Regions from separate parts of the Mus musculus genome. Here all the other regions are linked to region 2. Evidence: chromatin contacts called from public HiChIP or PLAC-seq data. All regions are on one chromosome and are shown on one strand. Each heading gives the region's core, a stretch centred on a gene start, on an enhancer-like site or on the middle of the called end of the contact. The rest is flanking DNA. Distances are from core to core; before and after follow the strand shown.

Evidence for each region. HiChIP or PLAC-seq counts read pairs in DNA pulled down with a chosen protein or histone mark.
Region 1: an H3K4me3 HiChIP or PLAC-seq map of stem cell-derived neural progenitor cells shows a contact between it and region 2, with 4 times the contacts expected there. The contact joins the enhancer-like site here to the promoter of Nog in region 2. A contact is called at or near these places in 2 of 39 promoter capture datasets (hippocampal neurons and trophoblast stem cells), 1 of 15 datasets of contacts at CTCF or cohesin (embryonic stem cells) and 5 of 115 datasets of contacts at active chromatin or transcription factors (embryonic basal ganglia, embryonic forebrain, embryonic hindbrain and 2 more).
Region 3: a contact with region 2 is called in an H3K4me3 HiChIP or PLAC-seq map of forebrain, with 22 times the contacts expected there. The contact joins the enhancer-like site here to the promoter of Nog in region 2. A contact is called at or near these places in 1 of 39 promoter capture datasets (hippocampal neurons), 8 of 484 Hi-C or Micro-C datasets (cerebral cortex, cortical neurons, embryonic stem cells and 3 more), 8 of 115 datasets of contacts at active chromatin or transcription factors (astrocytes, embryonic forebrain, embryonic hindbrain and 5 more) and 1 of 9 other capture datasets (embryonic stem cells).

Annotation. Positions count from the first base shown.
Region 1 is chr11:89,977,319-89,980,511 of GRCm38.p6, forward strand. No RefSeq gene overlaps it. Among named protein-coding and RNA genes, the nearest start is that of Pctp, 24 kb to the right of the region's middle. Within about 2 kb of position 1,398, at least 77 of the 459 cell types and tissues checked have an H3K27ac peak or open chromatin away from gene starts, as enhancers often do. A contact at or near this core is called in forebrain and stem cell-derived neural progenitor cells, where this site is marked.
Region 2 is chr11:89,300,910-89,303,964 of GRCm38.p6, forward strand. Nog (noggin) reads right to left here and starts at 1,650. Exons shown (of 1, transcript NM_008711.2): 1 at 1-1,650. The coding sequence starts at 1,111. The coding sequence ends at 413.
Region 3 is chr11:90,168,788-90,171,779 of GRCm38.p6, forward strand. No RefSeq gene overlaps it. Among named protein-coding and RNA genes, the nearest start is that of Gm11494, 27 kb to the left of the region's middle. Within about 2 kb of position 1,389, at least 39 of the 459 cell types and tissues checked have an H3K27ac peak or open chromatin away from gene starts, as enhancers often do. A contact at or near this core is called in forebrain, hippocampal neurons, nephron progenitors and 1 more, where this site is marked.

The DNA of each region.
Region 1 (3,193 bases), core at 148-2,647, 680 kb after region 2:
TGAGAGAGAGAGAGAGAGAGAGAGAGAGAGAGAGAGAGAGAGAGAAAGAGAGAGAGAGAGTCAGTCTGTGTGTACAGGTATTTGCAGAGGCCAAAAGAGGATGTTGGGTATCCTGGCGATGGAGTTACAGGTAGTTGTGAGCCATCCAATGTGGGTGCTCAGAACTGAACTCATATCCACTACAAGAGCAGCAAATCCTTTTAATCATTGTATCTCTAGCTCCATAACTATTTCCTTTATGAAGTTATGGAGGTGGCTACTGCTCTATGTCTGCTTGTTTTTTTATCTTAATAGCATTCTATGAGGAAACTCGGAAAATCAATGTCAATTGTCCTTCACAGCACCTCTCCACAAACACACACACACACACACACACACACACACACACACAGAGAGAGAGAGAGAGAGAGAGAGAGAGAGAACAGAATTTTAAAATCCTTAAGCCAATGATCTGTAAGAAGATGATGCCAAGTCACTCATTTCTCGGAGAAGTTGGAAGTGGGTGCCTGTATGCTGTTTAGGGAAAGGAGAATTAGCTAATCTTTTGTTTGGCTTTTGTTTTCGAGACAGGGCCTCATGTGACCTCTTGATCTTCTGATCCTCTTGTCTCAGCTTCCTGAGGGCTGGGATTGCAGCCATGCGCCACCAATGCTAAATGTATGTGCTTCTGGGGCTCAAGCTCAGGACTTCTTATACATTCCGCAAGCGCTCTGCCTGCCTATGTAGCTACAGCCCCAGATCTACTTACTCTTGTCACCACTACTCACTGTAGTTGGTTGAGTCCCACTTCAACCTCAAACAAAGGTCAGGGAAATCAAGGTGTAAGGACAGGCAGCCAAATGGTTGATACGATTCTGGCTGTGCACAGTGCAGTGGGGAAGGGACAGTGGAGGTCTCCCAGAGACTGTGTGCTTTTGGGAAGTTGTGGGGGGGGGGGCTTGTTGACTTCCGTGGGGGAGAAGGAACACAATAAGTTGTTGATTTCTTCTCCCTGTTATCTGGGTCAGTTAATCCCTGAATTCAGCTGCCAGCTGAACTATTCCCTGGCCAAGCTGCTCTGCTTTGAAATTCTCCCCCAGGCCACCTCGCCCAATGACGTCAGAGCCGAGAAAGCAGTGCCAGCCTCCACCCCCCACCCCCACCCAAGATGATGTACGAGGGGAAATGCATACTGTCTTTGCTCAGGAAACATCTGCTTGATCCAGCAGTCCTCAGGCAGGTCACTGCTTTATAAGTTAGTGGAACAGAATGGGATGGGAAGACGGGAGCTTCAGAGATTATTCAACCTCACCATCAAGAGTCACAAAGGCAAATGAGATGCGAGGAAACGGGCCTCCTGAGCAGACGCTCTCCAGGGACCCAGCACTGTTGCACACAGTCACATTTCCTAACTTGTAATGGAAAATGAACGCTGTTTACAAGAGCTTAAAGTAGCTGAAATGGGAGCGCCAGCCAAGCTGTGTAGTGGAGGGTAAACTCTTCTTGGAAGCTTTCAGCGGCCCTGTAATTATTCAATACCAGGCCTGAAATATAGACTCCTAATGAAGAATGTTATTCAGTCTCCCTTGGAAAATGAAACGGCACATTCATCGGGAAGCAGAATCCATGACCACTTAAACACAGGTCCCAGGCTCTAGAAGCTGCTTGACATAACACAAAAGTCACTGTGTGGCTTGCTAGGAGCTCTCTAAGTACCATTTCATACTGCTCGGTTTCCAGCAACCGTTTCTCAGCTTATGAGCTAATCAAGAGGAGCTGAGTACAGCAGATAAGAGAAGATGGATGTGGCATTCTGTCTTCACCTTCTCCTGGCTCCAGCCTAGGGGGAACACAACTTCTCTTCACATTCACTTCACTGGGCTGCGAGTGACAGGGCTTTCTCTTTCATCCCTGTTTGCCTACCATCCCTCTCCTCTCCCGGGTCAATCAGTAAAGCCATTCTTGCTGGTGTGTATCTTCTAAAGGTGTTGAATCAGAATGAAAAGGCAAATACTGTCGAGGGGAGGGGGAGAAAAAAAGCCTTGAAGCATTAAATGACTCAGACTGAAAGTTTAAAGATCCTGAAAATCATGCCTGACCTGCTGGCACCGGGCTTTGAACCCTAACAATTTGGATTCAAAGTGAACGGAGGAGAAGCGGGGATCACAGGGATGCTTTGCTGTAATCTGTCTTCTGCTTTCATCTTGGACTCAACATTTTTCGGCTATGGAGAAGAGGGGGAACAAATGAGGTCTTACCATCAAGGACCCTGAGGCACAAATTGCATTCTTGACATGGGCCATCACTTGGTCCCCTGTCCACACCTTCACTGTCTTCTGTTAAGACTCATTCCTTTGGAATCCTATGGGATAATCAGCCATGTGTGACAAGCTTGTATTTCACTTTCTCTTCATGGCTGGGTGAACCCATGCCTTCCCATCATTGTGCACATGTTCTGTGTCTCTGTAGACGATGAACATCCTATTCGAAGAAGCCATTCCACCTTCAATGAATGTTACCTCGCCTATCAGGGAGGACAGGAAACCTGACCATGCTCTGTCGCTGTATGTTAAGAAATGTCGCTCACATTAAGAAGTGAGGACCAGTCACGTGCACCAGAATAAATATATAGAATGCATGTATTCATACAAAGATGTGAGACACACACCCCCCCCCCATAGGGATGTCCCTGTATTTGAACATTTAGTTCCCAGTTGGTGGAGTTGCTTGGGAAGGCTGGGAATCCTTTAGGGGGTGGAGTCTTGCTGGAGAAAGTATTTTACTCAAGATGGGCTTTGATGCCTTCTAGGCTGCCTTCCCCATTCCCTCCCCTTCCTATGTGCAGAGGAAATGTGAGCACTCCAGTTGTTGACTGCCATGCCTTCCTCGCCATGATGGTCTATGCCCCCTCAGAAACGGCAAGCTAAAATAAACCTCTTCCCCATCTTAGTTGGTTTTTATTGGTGTGTCCTACTACAAAAAAAGTAACTGATAAGCAAGTCAACCAATTTAATAATTTATCTAAAGCCCTCCATATGTGGCCTGATCAAGAAATAAGTTCCTTCTACTGTCTCAAGAGGGAAGAAAAAAAAAAAAAAAGACTCTCACAGTGACAGAATAGTTTAGGAAAAGAACTGCTTAGTTTTTGAGTACCTCACACTTTTTCTTCCTCACTTCTGGACTATGCAACAGTTGTTTTCTGACTGACTGCATG
Region 2 (3,055 bases), core at 400-2,899:
GAAAAAATAACTTTTCCCCCCTGCTTCGCCATGCGAAGGGTACTGGGATATAAATAGCAGGTTAACATTATTACCAACAACCAGAATAAGTCTCTCTTTTCTCTGCTCTTTTTTCCTTTTGCTTGCCTTTTTAAAATACAGTAGAAGCCGGGTAACTTTTGACGTATAATACTGACCTTTTAATAAGTAAATTAAAACTGGGACCGTATATACACACACATATACATTCCTACACAGTTAAACAGTGCATTACAGGAACCAGAAAGCCAGGTCTCTGTAGCCAAGAAGAAAAAAAGTTCATTGAAAACCCTCGCTAGAGGGTGGTGAAACTGGTTGGAGGTGGTGGGGGTAGGGGGGGCGTTGGTGGGGATCCATCAAGTGTCTGGGCGCGGGCAGGGGGCCCCCCCGAGTTCTAGCAGGAACACTTACACTCGGAAATGATGGGGTACTGGATGGGAATCCAGCCGCAGCGCTGACCCCCGCGCCGCTGACAGCGCCACCGCAGCACCGTGAGGTGCACAGACTTGGATGGCTTACACACCATGCCCTCGGGCACAGAGCAGGAGCGCTTGCTGAAGCAGCTGCCCACCTTCACGTAGCGTGGCCAAAAGCGGCTGCCTAGGTCATTCCACGCGTACAGCACCGGGCAGAAGGTCTGTGACCACAGCCACATCTGTAACTTCCTCCTCAGCTTCTTGCTCAGGCGCTGTTTCTTGCCTTGGGCCAAGCCCTCGGAGAACTCCAGCCCTTTGATCTCGCTCGGCATGGCCCCCGACGGCCGCTGCCGCAGCAGCTGGTCCAGCTCCGCCAGGTCCTCGGCACCTCCAGCCGGTCCCCCGCCCCCTCCGGGTCGGTCCTCAGGGGGCGAAGTAGCCATAAAGCCCGGGTCGTAGTGGCCCCCGAGCAGCGAGCGCAGCAGCGTCTCGTTCAGATCCTTCTCCTTAGGGTCAAAGATAGGGTCTGGATGTTCGATGAGGTCCACCAGGGGCAGGTTGTCGCTGGGTGCTGGGCGGATGTGTAGATAGTGCTGGCCGCCGGCTGGTGCTGCCCGCAGCCCCAGGACCACCACCAGGGCGTAGAGGGTGACCCCCAGGCTGGGGCAGCGCTCCATGCCTCCCGCGCGCGCCCCGGGGCTGCCTCTTCGTCCCGCGTCCCCGGAGGAGAGCACGCCGAGTCCGCGGCGCTGCCGTGCTCCCCGGTCCCTCCGGAGGTGGCTCACCCGAGGCTGAGCAGGCGCAGGGCAGGCAGCATGAGCCGCGAGGAGAGCCGTTCGCGCAGCGCCGGCTCCCGCCGCGGCGCAGAAGACGCGCACGAGTTGGTCGCAATTCCCCCCCGCCGCTCTACTTGGGAAGGCGGCCGCGGTCGGGCATCCGAGATTACTCCAGCGCGACCGTGGGGCGCTGGGGGCGCCGGCTCCTCGCTGTTCTCCCGGGCTGCCGGCGGCGCAGGGCGCGTGGACGAGCCTTTTCCCTCCTCCTCCTCCGGTCGCTCGGCGTCTTGTTTCTCTGTGCGGAGCCTCCGGTAGAGCGGGTCCTGGGCCACTTCTCTCTGCCTGCTCCGGGCAGCGCAGCCGGCTCTGCCCGGCGGACTCCAGCGGCGGTGGCGGCGGTGGCGGCGGCGGCGTCCGCGCACGTTGGCACCGGTTTGTCTGTCTCGCAGGGTCCAAGCCTTTAAATTTCCTGCACTTTCAGCTCCATCACCATGGAAACCACTGACTCTCTCTCCGCGTTGCCCCCTCCCCCTTCTTCCCCCCAAACAACAACCCCACCCCCAACTCCTCCACCCGCGAGGAGCCGGAGACGCACGGGCTCGGGGGGAAAGCGACTGCACTGGTCGCCGCGGCGGCGGCGGCGGCGGCGGCTCCGGCAGCGCCCAGGACTGTGCCCCGCCGGACCCAGATGCCCCGGGAAGCCGACAGTCAGGCTGCCCGCCGGAGCTCACAGGCGGCGGCGGCGCGGCAGCGGCGGTGGCGGCGGCGGCGGTGGCGCTTGGCAGGTCTCCGCGCAATTTTCTCTCCCCCCCCCAACCCCCGCCCCGGTTCTCCTCCTCCTACAAAATGCACCGCCCCCCTCCTTTCTCCTGGAGCAATGCAATGGGGCTCTAGGCGCCCCGCCAGGGCCAGTCCCGGGGAAAGCTCGTGGCGGCGCTGGAGCCAGGCTGGAGGGTGCAGGGCTGGAGTTGAGGGGTGTGGGGTTGTCGAGGTGGGGCTGGGGGACTCTCACTAGCTGAGTGATTTGTACCGGGAGGGGAGCAGCAGGGAGATGCCGGGGGCCCGGTTTCCAGTGCAGTTCCTAGCAAGAAATTTCTCCATGTGCATGGAGCATTTTCCCGGGTGCGTGTCTTTTTTACACTCTCTCTCTCTCTCTCTCTCTCTCTCTCTCTCTCTCTCTCTCTCTCTCTCTCTCTCTCTCTCTCGGGCTTGGGGTAAGTCCCCTCCCCCCAACACACACACACACACACACACACACACACACACACACACACACACACACACACACACACACCAAGAGCCGCAGCGTTGCGCAGCGTGATGTAATTTCTAGGTAGCACCCCTTCTCTGCCCCTCAGATCCACGAAGCGGGGAGTCGGGGGTCTTCTCACCCTCCTCCTTCGCCTAGTCCTACCGGGTGAGTGGCGGGGAGATAGAGGTACATCCTCCTAGCCTGTGGCTCTCCTAATCTTCGCTGCTTGGTACAACTAGCTCTCACCTCCCTGGGGGCGGCGCGCCCTCTGCTGGCCCTTTGTGATCCCTGCATTTAGTTCTGGCTGGTGTGTGTGTGTGTGTGTGTGTGTGCGCATCTGTGCCATATTTACACACTGACAGGCACTTTATGCTTTTGAATGCTTTCTCATAGATCTCCAGACTTAGTGTAAACAAAGATCCTGAGATTTTCCTCCAAGGTACTTCGATTTCACAAGTACACAGGTTTGCATCATCTGGCTGGGGCAAACAGCCTCAGTGGGCAGAGAGTGGTGACTAGAAAAGGAAATGTATACTAGAAATAAGGTACCCTAGTTCTGGATGCTGTCCACTCTGGCACATCTATGTAGACCT
Region 3 (2,992 bases), core at 139-2,638, 870 kb after region 2:
ATTAAAAAAAAATAATAAATAATAATAAAAAAGGCTAAACAGCAAAATTCTCACTCAGAGGGCGCCCTCTCTTGGTAGAAGATCACACATAGCCTTCTTTCTAAAAAACATATTTGCCTCTTGTACACTAACACATACACACACACACATCCAGATTAAAATCTACAGTTTGTTTTGGGGTTTTTTTTGAAGGGGGGTGGCTGGAGAGATGGCTTAGTGGTTAAGAGCACCAACTGCTCTTCCAAAGGTCCTGAGTTCAATTCCCAGCAACCACACGGTGGCTCACAACCATCTGTAAAGAGATCTGATGCCCTCTTCTGGTGTGTCTGAAAACAGCTACAATGTGCTCATATAAATAAAATAAATCTTAAAAAAAAAATCTACAGTTGTATCCTTGCATCATCTTAAAAAGATAGCAGCCCTCTAGAGAGATCCCTTCAGTGGGCAGTAGGAGATGAGGGAGAAAATGGCCTAGACTAGAGAACAAGATTCCACAGGCTTCTGATCTGGAGCCTTTGAGCCTCTGTTTATGCAATTAGTGTGAGATGTACTAAAAAACCTAAGTCCCTGCTTCCCTGGACAGTCCTGGGCTTCTAAATTTATGGCTTGCCGTATCTTGGCTGACTATAAAGTGCTTGGTTACTCGGGCCATGTTTGCAGGAGTTGATGACTCTGACTCTAGCAGAGAATCTGCCCCAGGAGAAAAATATTGTTTCTGGCTGTGGCCGCTATAGTCTCTGATTTTCCACAGCGGCCAGAGATAATTGGCCCAAATGATTTCCCCTTTTCCTCCTTCTCACGATTTTCTCACAGTAAAAGGCCTGTTTGGAGACGGTAAATAACTGGCCTGTACCCAGCAGGACTGCAGCGGGCTGCAGAGGTTGCACCCTGACGCCCACTCAAACCCGCAAAGCTCCTGAAGAACAAATATGAAAGATGCGTTTTGGGTACAGCGAGGGATTTTTGAGGACATCTTACTGAAGGGCTTTCATACTTTTTCTAGCTTGCGTTGAAATGGGTTAGATGTATTCAGGATAGGCCAGATGATAAGAGTCCGGAAGTGAGCTTGTGGTGTGGCGGTTTCTTAGGATTTGGAAATTCCCCGCACAGTTTATTCCAGCAAGTGCCTAACACTAGGGAAGACCAGTACAGTAGCTGCGCGGGGAGATTGGACCCGGTTGCGATCGGCTGGAGGTCATATCAAGAAAAGACAACTTACTGTTTCAATTGCTACCCAAAACGTCATTGCTGGCATAAAGAATCGGGGAACTAGGAACATACATTACCATCCAGAACCTGTTATTGTCTATCGTCGGGTTTCCTGCTCCCAAAGGGAAGGAAAAATCCGACCACAATGCTAAGGTTTACCTGGCTTGTGGTCTCCTGATGCCCTCTCCTGGCCAGTATGGCACAGTGCGGCTGTTTGCATGGAGAATAGCGCTGTGTGTGTGGAGCTAGTAAGTGTTAAATGATAGTAAGAGAAAAAGAAAGACCTGGGATAAGAAAGAGGGAAAGAGTCAGGGCCCAGGGACACGGGCTTATAGGACAACACACAAGTCTGAGTCCACAGAGCTTAATATAGTGCAGCTAGAAGGCCAAGAAATGTATAATAAAATACAGCCCTTAGTATTTGCAGATAATAAAGTGGATTCATGAATAAGAGAGCAGGGGAGAAAGGAAAAGAAAGCATGGGAGGGAGGGAGGGAGGGAGGGAGGGAGGGGAGGAGGGAAGCAGGAGCACTGGAGTAACTGCCCCAAACTGCATTTTTCTCCCATCTGTCTTCTGAATAGAAAGATATGGGTGTGCTCATCATCTGAAAGATTTTAATATCATATAAATCCTCCAGATATGTTTTGAAGACTTTATGTTTGAGTCACCAGAAAAGCTAGCCACACACTTCTGTGGAGTCACCAATTCCACATTGTTTTCAAAGATAAAACATCGGTTGTGGTGTGGGTCATTTAGAAAGCTTGCGATGCCTAGATGAAGGAATTTGTAAACTTCAGGCAGAAGCAAGGACCCCTGATGTCCTTGTGTAAGAAGTGCTAATCCAGTTTGTATCACTTGACTTGAAAGTATATCTGTGGCACAGACCATGGGTCACGATGGAACCAACGCTTGTCACGGTCCTCTAAACATGCAAAATGGAGGCTGCTGACTGATGGCTGGGAGATATTTGAAGCTGATTCTCATGTTGCATAGCAAATACTTGCTTCCCTACTAGGTGAGTGGGCTTGCTCGGACTTCCAGATCTCTTAACTGCTGTACAATGTCCTAGTAAACGAAATTGCAATAGCAAACAGACCCCTTCAATCATTTTTTTTTCCATTTACATTGCAGTACCAAGAAAATACTCTTCTTCCATATGGGTACCAGGATTCCATGTTTTGTCTACCTAATGGCTCCAGCCTCCTATGGAGCCTATCCTAGGTCAGAGGAACAGATAAACTCAAAAATGGCATCATCTATCACATCCTTTGGCTGCATCCTGGGCCACACCCAGCTCCAGAGGATGCTAAGAACTGTGATGTAGCTGTGTGCCTAAGAAAATACATCCTGCCAATTAAATTCTTGCCCATGACTACCAAAGCTTCTAGTCACACAGTATTCTTCATTAGCCAAATCCTTTATTCATATATAATCCTTATTATATTGATGTCTATCATGCCACCTCAAAACCACAGCCCTAACAATTATGAATCATGTTGCTTCAAACAAACTGCCAACATGCCACAGCTACATTCCCTTCCACTCATACAGTGGATGATAACAGACCTTATAGTAACATAAAGATAATGTGAACTAACACAGATAATGCACTCAACAAGGTGTCAACTGATGGCGTGACCTTGGGCTAACTTGCCTTTTTCTTTTGCCAAATCGAAGGAGTTGGTTAAATCTCTGTTGGTTTTGCGTTGTGCTTAAAGCATTGCTGGCAGTAGCTCTTTCATTCCCCTCCTAGGATGACTTTAGTCTGTTGTGATGAGGTAA